3 separate regions of the Mus musculus genome follow, and all the other regions are linked to region 1. Evidence: chromatin contacts called from public Hi-C and HiChIP or PLAC-seq data. All regions are on one chromosome and are shown on one strand. Each heading gives the region's core, a stretch centred on a gene start, on an enhancer-like site or on the middle of the called end of the contact. The rest is flanking DNA. Distances are from core to core; before and after follow the strand shown.

Region 1 (3,224 bases), core at 338-2,837:
TGCTATTTCTTGCAAACCCCTCTTAATGGTAGGGTTGAGATATAAATACTCCATTCAAGGTTGAGTTTCCCAGTCTCTCATTCTCTGCTTGTTGACTAATAGTGAGTCTGTATAATAATAGTCATTAATTGCAAAGCGAGTTCTCCTGCTGAGGACTGAGAGATACACTACTATATGGTTATAAAGATAAGAACTTGGGAGGGGGTTACAGTTTATTACTGTGTCCATTTAGCCTAATAATCATATTATTTTCTAGATAGTCATGACATTTTGACTTAGTTTGGTACCAGGCAGGAGTTTGCCACTACTGTACCAGTGGGCATGCTTTGCCAGGACAATCATTCTTGTAGCTCACAGGTTTCACAGCTGGTAAGGTTGATAATTTCCTTTCTCTTATGCTGCTGTGATTCCCAGAGCTAAGAAAGCTAGACAGTTGGCATGAAGTCAGCATCAGTTTGGTTTCTCTGTGTTCTGTCACTCAGGCACGTGTGATCTTCATCAGCAGGGTTTTACCATCATATCTGGAGGGTAATCAAGAGCAATGACAATGGGCTGTTAAAGTCTTTGGTACAATCCTTTGAGATCCCACTAACTTTTCTACTGGATTTGTCTTAACACAGCGTAGGCTATCTTGGGCCAGGTTCAGCTGTACCATTAAAACCTTAGACTATCACATCTCTATCAATGACTATATTGTATGTGAAGCAAATTGGTAAATTGTAATAATAATTTTACTGTAAAGATTTAAGTTTTGTCAAAAAAGTAATGATGATAAAAGAAAAAACATCATGTTTTGAGACATTTACATTAACATTTCCCCTCTATAATAGATTTTTTTTAAGACTGTGAAAAAGGAATTCTAACCTGTGAAGGATGAGGATAATGTTTATCTTTTGTGTTGACAGAGTAGAAATGGCTTGTCTGATGTACTACAAGAAGGGAATGCATGTGCTAGTTAAGGCATAACTGATCTTTGCAAAGCTTCAGTTTAGGATATTAAAGCATCAAGATATGTGTGGGAAAAGGAGCTTCTGTTGGCAGCTCTGTAGTGACTGGGTAAATAAACAAAGAAAAAGAATATGGCTTTGTGCCTAAAATAACTCAGGATATTTAAGAAGCAGAGGAATAGAAGTTGGAGGCTATTTTTTTCCCTTAGAGTGAACATACTCTTTCAATATTAGGATTAGGCAACTCAACTAAGAATTAACTTATAACAAAAAACAAATGTAAAGTGTATATATACATATATATGTATGTATATATACACACACACATATGTGAATAAGAATAAGCAGTATATGTGAAAAAATAAGCAAGCTTTCAGGTAGCACGCAAACATTTGCATTTTAGTGTTCTGACAAATTATACTGATTAACATATATACATATGCATATATGTATCTATATGGGCAGCTAAGGGCGGGGTCTTTTTCAAAATTCACGAACTTTATAAAGACGGAAAAGGTTATTTCAGAAGCAAACACATGGCTGGTTTGAAAATTAAAATCAGAAGGGTACATTATATAATGTAGTGACTGGCTAGCCAGCTGTGTTTTAAGTAACTTCTGCTTTTATTTATTTTTTTTTATTTAGCACTGAGAGTCAAATCTGTGTCTTGCACAAGCTTGTCTTGCAAGCTCTCTATTACTTACCTAATCTCTTCAACCCTAGACATCCGGGTTTTAAAACATATCTGCATTTGAGGACGCTTTTTGTTTCTCAAAGTTCTTTCTGGGATGAAATAAATTGAAAATTTGATGGTTGCTGAGGCAAGTGAGGAGAGTATTTAGAAACAGGATTGTATTGTTCTACTTGTACTTAAGGAAGACTGCTTTGAAAGAACCAAATTTTCCAGCCCTTTTAACTTTGAGAAGGGAAAAGGAATCATTCATAAACAATCCTTGAGACTGTAAGCCAAAAGGGGAAAATGTGCAGGAGTCTTCCCAGTGCCGTTGTGATTACAGACTCCGTTGAGAGTAAATGGTAGCTTCTTCAAACCTGATGAGTGTCTTTCAAACAAGCCACAGGACACGTGGGGATTGTACTCAGGAAGAGCCTTCACTGCTTCGCTGAACCCCCTTCACTGACTTGCTCTATCCCCAAATTTGAAAGAAAACTACTTACTGTGTTTCATAGTGGCTCATTCAGTTGCCAGTAAGTTAAGATCAGAAAGATCACTTGCTTAAGAGTACTAGTTGATTAATATGGAATGCATTTTAATAAAAACATGCATTTAAATGGGTTAGATGTAAACAAACACTTGCAGGATAATCAGTCAGAAGAAGTGTGAGAAGAATCAATGTCATAAAAAGGGATACAAGTCAGTGTACTTCCCCTGGAATCATCTTAACAACTGCATCTACCAATATGAGACACAATCTAGGTTGACTTTCAGTTATGTTGCCATGGTGCTATCTAGTTACCCACCCATGGTCCATCTATGACTAACCTAAAAGATCCAGGGCAAAAGGAGCGATTGCTCCATTGCCCCAGTCCATTGCTTGTGACCATTGTCAGGGACACTCAGAGAAGTGCTTGTAAGAGCAGGTGACAGCCATGAGTTAAATGACCCCATAGACTGGATACGGTTGAGTCTTGTGGAGAGAACAAGTGTCCACTAAGAGATGGATGATTATCACACAAACTTGCTTCTGTAATCTGGACAGAGACAGGGGTTGATCTGCCTGCTCCACTGAATGAGGCACTCAAGTGGAAAGCGCAGCCTTTTCCCTCGGAGCATGTTTTCCAGATCACTAAGGACGGCGCGATGACGGAAAGCTAGAAAGTGGAGCTATTCGCAGACTAATTCTTTGGTTATTGCCGCCAAGATGACTTGGCAACTGCTCAGATAACTCTCACTAAGATGCCTTTTTAGAGCTCCGAGGCTGAAATCTAGTAGATAACAACAAAAATAAGAGCAGTGTCGGGTAGAATGTTGTGTTTGGGGAATCTCCAAACATGATTTTGAAGCACTTTGCCTTGAAGGGTTTAGACCCAGGACATAATGAAGGAAATTTAATCTCACCGTGTGTGGAAATCATCAAAGCACTGTTTTGTTAAACCAGTCTGCTTCCCAAACAGAATAATGTTTATTTATATTCCGATTCATATATATTTTTACATACAGGCAGAGGACTATGTTTTAAACATAGCTCCCAGTGTTTTATTATTATTATTTATTATTATTATTATTATTATTATTTTTTTTTTTTTTAAAGACAGTGT
Region 2 (3,224 bases), core at 312-2,811, 390 kb after region 1:
CAGAACTGAACAAAGAATTCTCACCCGAGGAATACCGAATGGCAGAGAAGCACCTGAAAAAATGTTCAACATCCTTAATCATCAGGGAAATGCAAATCAAAACAACCCTGAGATTCCAACTCACACCAGTCAGAATGGCTAAGATGAAAAATTCAGGTGACAGCAGATGCTGGAGAGGATGTGGAGAAAGAGGAACGCTCCTACATTGTTGGTGGGATTGCAAGCTTGTACAACCACTCTGGAAATCAGTCTGGCAGTTCCTCAGAAAATTGGACATAGTACTACTGGAAGATCCAGCAATACCTCTCCTGGGCATATATCCAGAAGATGCCCCAACCTGTAAGAAGGACACATGCTCCACTATGTTCATAGCAGCCTTATTTATAATAGCCAGAAGCTGGAAAGAACCCAGATGCCCCTCAACAGAGGAATGAATACAGAAAATGTGGTACATTTACACAATGGAGTACTACTCAGCTATTAAAAAGAATGAATTTATGAAATTCCTAGGCAAATGGATGGACCTGGAGAGCATCATCCTGAGTGAGGTAACCCAATCACAAAGGAACTCTCACAATATGTACTCACTGATAAATGGATATTAGCCCAGAAACTTAGGATACCCAAGATATAAGATACAATTTGCTAAACACATTAAACTCAAGAGAACGAAGACCAAAGTGTGGACACTTTGCCCCTTCTTAGAATAGGAAACAAAACACTCATGGAAGGAGTTACAGAGACAAAATTTGGAAGTGTGACGAAAGGATGGACCATCTAGTGATTGCCATATCCAGAGATCCATCCCATGATCAGCTTCCAAACGCTGACACCATTGCATACACTAGCAAGATTTTGCTGTAAGGACCCAGATATAGCTGTCTCTTGTGAGACTATGCTGGGGCCTAGCAAACACAGAAGTGGATGCTCACAGTCAGCTATTGAATGGATCACAGGGCCCCCCAATGGAGGAGCTAGAGAAAGCACCCAAGGAACTAAAGGGAACTGCAACCCTATAGGTGGAACAACAATATGAACTAAGCAGTACCCCGGAGCTCTTGACTCTAGCTGCATATGTATCAAAAGATGGCCTAGTCGGCCATCACTGGAAAGAGAGGCCCATTGGACTTGCAAACTTTATATGCCCCAGTACAGGGGAACACCAGGGCCAAAAGGGGGAGTGGGTGGGTAGGGGAGTTGGGGGGGGGAATGGGTATGGGGGACTTTTGGTATAGCATTGGAAATGTAAATGAGCTAAATACCTAATTAAAAAATGGAAAAAAAAAAAAGAAAGTTACTGTGAGATGAGTCAGGGCCAAGTCAACACAAAGCTGACACAAATGATGCTGCTTTAGGAGTCAGTGAAGGAAATGGTTAAAAATGCTTGCAAATGACACAATGTCTTCTAAGGAGCAAGAGTATCATACCTTACCGCCTGAAGCTACTCAATTACCGCTCATATCCTTTAAGGCATATTTATAAATGAAACAACTGAAAGAGGAAATGTTATACGTTTGATCTTCCCATAGTTCAAATGTTTTTCATAACCTCCAGAAGAGAAAAGCCACCAACTGAAAACCCTCAGCTCAGAAGCAGGAAGTGCTCGAGTTACTGTCTTTCCTGAGCTGTGTGGGGTTGGTTTTTTCTTTCCTAGTTCCCTCGGTGGGGTCCAGCAGCCAAACTTTTTACACGGCTGACTCTAATCAGAATGGTTTTTAAAAATTAGGCAGAGAGTGATTATTGCAATACACAAGATAATTGCATTGTCGAGTTTCAGTTTTATACATCATCATTCAGGAGACAAGTAAAAGCTGTTTACTACAAACAAGCAATGACTAAATGGTCGCCAAGACATTGCGAGTGGTGCTCTGCTGACACCCAGTGGAATAAACATAGACATAGACTCCCAGCGCTGCTGGAGAAGTCATTGCTGTCACCTTCTACCCAACAGAGTCACATAGACACACTTAGTGTCAATTCAGTTACTTAAAAGAAATTGAAAAACAGAATCCATTGAATTTCAAACAATACTTCACCAAAGTCCCTGCTAAGGACAATGAAAATTAGCTTACTCAAAAGCAAACAGTAGATTTTATTTTTATCAAAATTCTAAATTAAAAACTCATTTACTAAAATAAAACAGTCCTTCACTTTCCACATTCTGTCATCCATTTTTTTTTCAATGAACATTTGTTCCTTTTATTCACAAAACATAAGACTTACCCTTTTGTTGAATCCCTTTTCTTTATGATTTTACACAAAGAACCTTGAGATATATCAATTATAAAACATGTCAAAAAGGAAACATCTTCAAAATTTACAAACAGGTACTTTATACAAGAGTTCTCTATAAAATTCATCAATGTAAAAAAGACACTGAACTAAATTAAGTGTAAGACATGTTCAGTTGTCATTAGGATTATTTCTGTGTTGTTGGAGACTTTTCTCTCCTCCGGTCCTGACTTCTCTTTGACTCTCTAGACTGTTCAGGGCGTCTGCTAGGCTTTTCCCAGCGTCTCTCTGCACCGTTCTGACACCTGGCGTCGTCTCCCTTGTGACCAGAATGCCTTCTACTCCTCTCCCTTGACTTGGAACGATCTTTTCTTCTAACATTATCACTGTCCTGATTTCGGCTTCTTTGCTTCTCATTTTCAGAGAAAGAATCTCTTCTCTCTCTGCTTCTTCTTTGGTTCGCCATGCCTGTCTTCTGGCTCTCTGTGTGAGCCTTGTTCTCGGCCATTGCCAACTCTGCTGTGACTATTCTCATGGCTTCTGTCATCTATGTGCTTTGCTAGGGAATCTCTCCAGTCTGCATCTCGTGAGTTCTGAGCTCTGTGTCTTTCAGACCTTGCTCTCTCAGTCCTCCCTTCCTGGTGCCTTTGGTCCTCCCTGCCTCCTTGCCTCCGCTCAAGTGCCTGGTGGCCCCTGGCTAACTTATCAACTTCTTCGCCTCTGGCCTTCCCTTGTCTCTTCTTTCTTGTACCTTTAGCTGAGGTAGAGCTCTGAGTGCTGGAGGAGGAGGAGGAGTCGCTCGCTTCACTAGAGGACTCTGAGCTGCTTTCGCTGCTGTCAGAATCTGAGTCAGAGGAATCAGACGCCGAGGAAGACTCTGAAGATGAAGATGTCAGGGCTGTTTTCTTTTGTTCAGCTTCTGGTTTCTGGGCTACGATGACCTTGGGCGTATTTTTCAGATGTTCTCGCAGTTCATCCGTCAATCCTCCGAG
Region 3 (3,224 bases), core at 494-2,993, 290 kb after region 1:
TTCCCCAGTCTGTAGGTTGCTGATTTTTCTCAGTGACTATGCCCTTTGTCTTACATAAACTTTCTAGGTTCACGAGGTCCCATTCATCATTTCTTGAGCCATTGGAGTTCTGTTTAGGAAACTTCCCCCTGTGCCAATGAGTTCAAGGGACTTTACCACTTTGTCTTCTATGCCCCTTCATGTTAAAAGTATTGGGGAGATCAGGAATTCAAGGCCCATTCTTAAACACAATAAAAAGCAATTTACTGCAAACCAACAGCCAATATCCAATTAAATGGAGAGATACTTGAAGCAATCCCACTAAAATCTAAAATCGGGGACAAGATGAGGATGCCCAATCTCCCCATTCTTTATTCAATGTAGTACTCTAAGTTCTAGCTAGAACAATAAGACAAAAAAAAAAAAGAGATCAAGGGGATAAAAATTGGCAAAGAAGTAAAGGTATCACTATTTGCAGATGATATGATAGTGTATACATAAGCGATCCCAAAATTCTGCCAGAGTACTTCTACAGCTGATATACAACTTCAATAAAGTTGCTGAATATAAAATTAACTCAAATAAATCAGTAGCCTTCCTTCCTTTATATAAATGATACACAGGCAGAGAAAGAAATTAAGGAAACAACTCCCTTCACAATAGCCACAAATAATGTAAAATATCTTGGGGTAACTCTAACCAAAAAAAGTGAAAGATATGTATAACAATAACTTCAAGTCTCTGAAGAAAGAAACTGAAGAAAATCTCAGAAAATGAAGAGCTCTCCCATGCTCAAGGATTGGCAGAATTAACATAAAGAAAATGGCCATCCTACCAAAGGCAATCTGCAGATTCAATGCAATCCCCATCAAAATACCAGCACAATTCTTCAAAGACATGGAAAGAACAATTCTCAAATTCATTTGGAAAGGCAAAAAAACCCAAAATAGTGAAAACAATTCTCAACAATAAAAGAACTGGAAAAAAGAAAAAGAAAAAGAAAAAAAAAAAAACAATAAAAGAACTGTTGGGGGAATCCCCATCCCTGATCTCAAGCTCTACTACAAAGCAATAGTGATAAAACCTGCATGGTGTTGGTACATAGACAGACACATTGATCAATGGAATAAAATTGAAGACCCAGAAGTAAAACCACACACTTACGGACACTTGATCTTTGACAAAGAAGCCAAAAATATACCACAGGAAAATGAAAACACCTTCAATTAATGGTGCTGGTCTAACTGGCAGTCTGTATGTAGAAAAATGAAAATAGATCCGTGTTTGTCATCTTTCATAAAGCTCAAGTCCAAGTGGATCAAGCACCTTAAAATAAATGGTTCTTAATTAGCTTATTAATTTCATTAACAGTGAAACTTACATGGTTTTGTCAGTTAATGATTTGAAAATAAAACAATTCCTCTTTTTAGGACAAATTCCCAAAAAGTATTTTTCTGCTAATGAGAACCTAAAACTACCAAACTGAGAAGAAAGGCAAATGAATATTTTTTTCATACTACAAGTATTTTTAAAAATCAGTATTCTTGAAATCTAATAGAGCACTTTGCAGAAACAAAAATACACAAAATGTTACTATAACTATACAAATATTAAAATGACTTTATCAGTGCAGTAATAACCAGAATCATTTGTCACTTTTCATACCAAGTAAACCATGAGAACAAAGATGTGTGGGAGCGTGTCCTCAAAGGAAGTGCCTCTGTCTGCAGGCTGTTTGTAATCAACTACCTACCAGTTCACTAGCCTTTGGGTAGTGCAGGAACACTCACTGACTCACTGACTTATGGAGAAGTAGCTCATAGAGACAGACTCTGAATAACCAAAGCAAGAGTCAGAATGGATGGTTTCTATTCCCCTAATAAACACTGACTGTTCTTTGGCCATAGAAACAAGTAGCCCTTGATCCAAGCAATCAATGACAGCCTCACACCAGTACACAGTCTTTTGTGCTTTGTTCAGTGACACTGGTGTCTTCTCAAGCTCAGCTTTCCTGAAAACAGTAAAATCAACTTTCTGTTTGAGGTTCTGAATGGTGGTTGTGCCTTTAAACAGGTGGCATGTATTAAGTTAAAGGAAAGAAGAGTGTATTGGTTTTTTTTTTTTTAAATATAAGAAACCTTAAGAAATGTACCTTGTAGAATGAAAAGGAGTTTCTAGAATGGAAATCATGGTTCTGCTTTTAATTTTAAGTCAGCATAATGAGCAGAAAAGAAAATGAATGTAGTGTAAAATTGAATTTGCTATTTAAGTAAGCACAGAAGCAAATGATAAAAACTAAAGAATTATACAATGAGGTAAATTAGTGTTTAAAAAGCCAGAACTTCTGGATATTCTATAGCCAGTCTTTTCTTTTCTTTTTTTTTTTAAATTGAAAATAGATTTTTCTTCTCAATAACAGATCTGGATCATGGTTCCTTCTCCCTCTGCTCTTCCCCGTGCCTCCCCACCTCCATCCCCACCTAGATCCCTCCCCTCTTTGTCTCTATTAGAAAATGAACAACAGGCTTTTGAGGCATAAAAACCTAATAAAATGTAATGAGATTTTAAAAACCTAACACATCAGAATAGTACACAACAAACAAACAGAAGGAAAAAAAAACAAGAAAAGGTACAAGAAACATAGAAGCAGAGACACACTTGTTCACACACTCAGACATCCCATAAAAACACAAAGCTATAAGACATTTTTATGTGTGATATAATTGTGTGTGTGTGTGTGTGTGTGTGTGTGTGTGTGTGTTTAAGTATTGACATGAGACTATGAGATGAAGAGCCTCCAAAGATGTCACTGAGTTTCTTTTTCTGTTGGTCATTGTACTGGCTAGTTTTGTGTCAACTTGACACAGCTGGAGTTATCACAGAGAAAGGAGCTTCAGTTGAGGAAATGCCTCCATGAGATCCAACTGTAAGGCATTTTCTCAATTAGTGATCAAGGGGGAAACGCCCCTTGTGGGTGGGACCATCTCTGGGCTGGTAGTCTTGGTTCTATAAGAGAGCAGGCTTAGCAAGCCAGTAAAGAACATCCCTCCATGGCCTCTGCATCAGCTCCCGCTCCCTGACTTGCTTGAGTTCCAGTCCTGACTTCTTTCAGAGATGAACAGCAATGTGGAAGTGTAAGCCGAATAAACCCTTTCCTCCCCAATTTGCTTCTTGGTCATGATGTTTGTGCAGGAATAGAAACCCTGAATAAGACAGTCATCTACTGCTGCACACAACAGCTTACC

Evidence for each region. Hi-C and Micro-C count contacts between places; a contact is called where the count stands out from the background. HiChIP or PLAC-seq counts read pairs in DNA pulled down with a chosen protein or histone mark.
Region 2: an H3K4me3 HiChIP or PLAC-seq map of bone marrow-derived macrophages shows a contact between it and region 1, with 4 times the contacts expected there. The contact joins two enhancer-like sites. A contact is called at or near these places in 1 of 484 Hi-C or Micro-C datasets (bone marrow-derived macrophages) and 1 of 115 datasets of contacts at active chromatin or transcription factors (bone marrow-derived macrophages).
Region 3: a Hi-C map of bone marrow-derived macrophages shows a contact between it and region 1, with 19 read pairs. The contact joins two enhancer-like sites. A contact is called at or near these places in 1 of 15 datasets of contacts at CTCF or cohesin (the NIH/3T3 cell line), 1 of 484 Hi-C or Micro-C datasets (bone marrow-derived macrophages), 1 of 115 datasets of contacts at active chromatin or transcription factors (large pre-B cells) and 2 of 9 other capture datasets (adipose tissue and pancreatic islet).

The regions. Positions count from the first base shown.
Region 1 is chr2:84,380,569-84,383,792 of GRCm38.p6, reverse strand. The region is part of intron 2 of Calcrl (calcitonin receptor-like); the gene reads left to right. Among named protein-coding and RNA genes, the nearest start is that of Calcrl, 43 kb to the left of the region's middle. Within about 2 kb of position 1,587, at least 28 of the 459 cell types and tissues checked have an H3K27ac peak or open chromatin away from gene starts, as enhancers often do. A contact at or near this core is called in bone marrow-derived macrophages, where this site is marked.
Region 2 is chr2:83,992,473-83,995,696 of GRCm38.p6, reverse strand. It overlaps the pseudogene Gm13691. Among named protein-coding and RNA genes, the nearest start is that of Zswim2, 53 kb to the right of the region's middle. Within about 2 kb of position 1,561, at least 119 of the 459 cell types and tissues checked have an H3K27ac peak or open chromatin away from gene starts, as enhancers often do. A contact at or near this core is called in bone marrow-derived macrophages, where this site is marked.
Region 3 is chr2:84,093,525-84,096,748 of GRCm38.p6, reverse strand. No RefSeq gene overlaps it. Among named protein-coding and RNA genes, the nearest start is that of Zswim2, 150 kb to the right of the region's middle. Within about 2 kb of position 1,743, at least 16 of the 459 cell types and tissues checked have an H3K27ac peak or open chromatin away from gene starts, as enhancers often do. A contact at or near this core is called in bone marrow-derived macrophages, where this site is marked.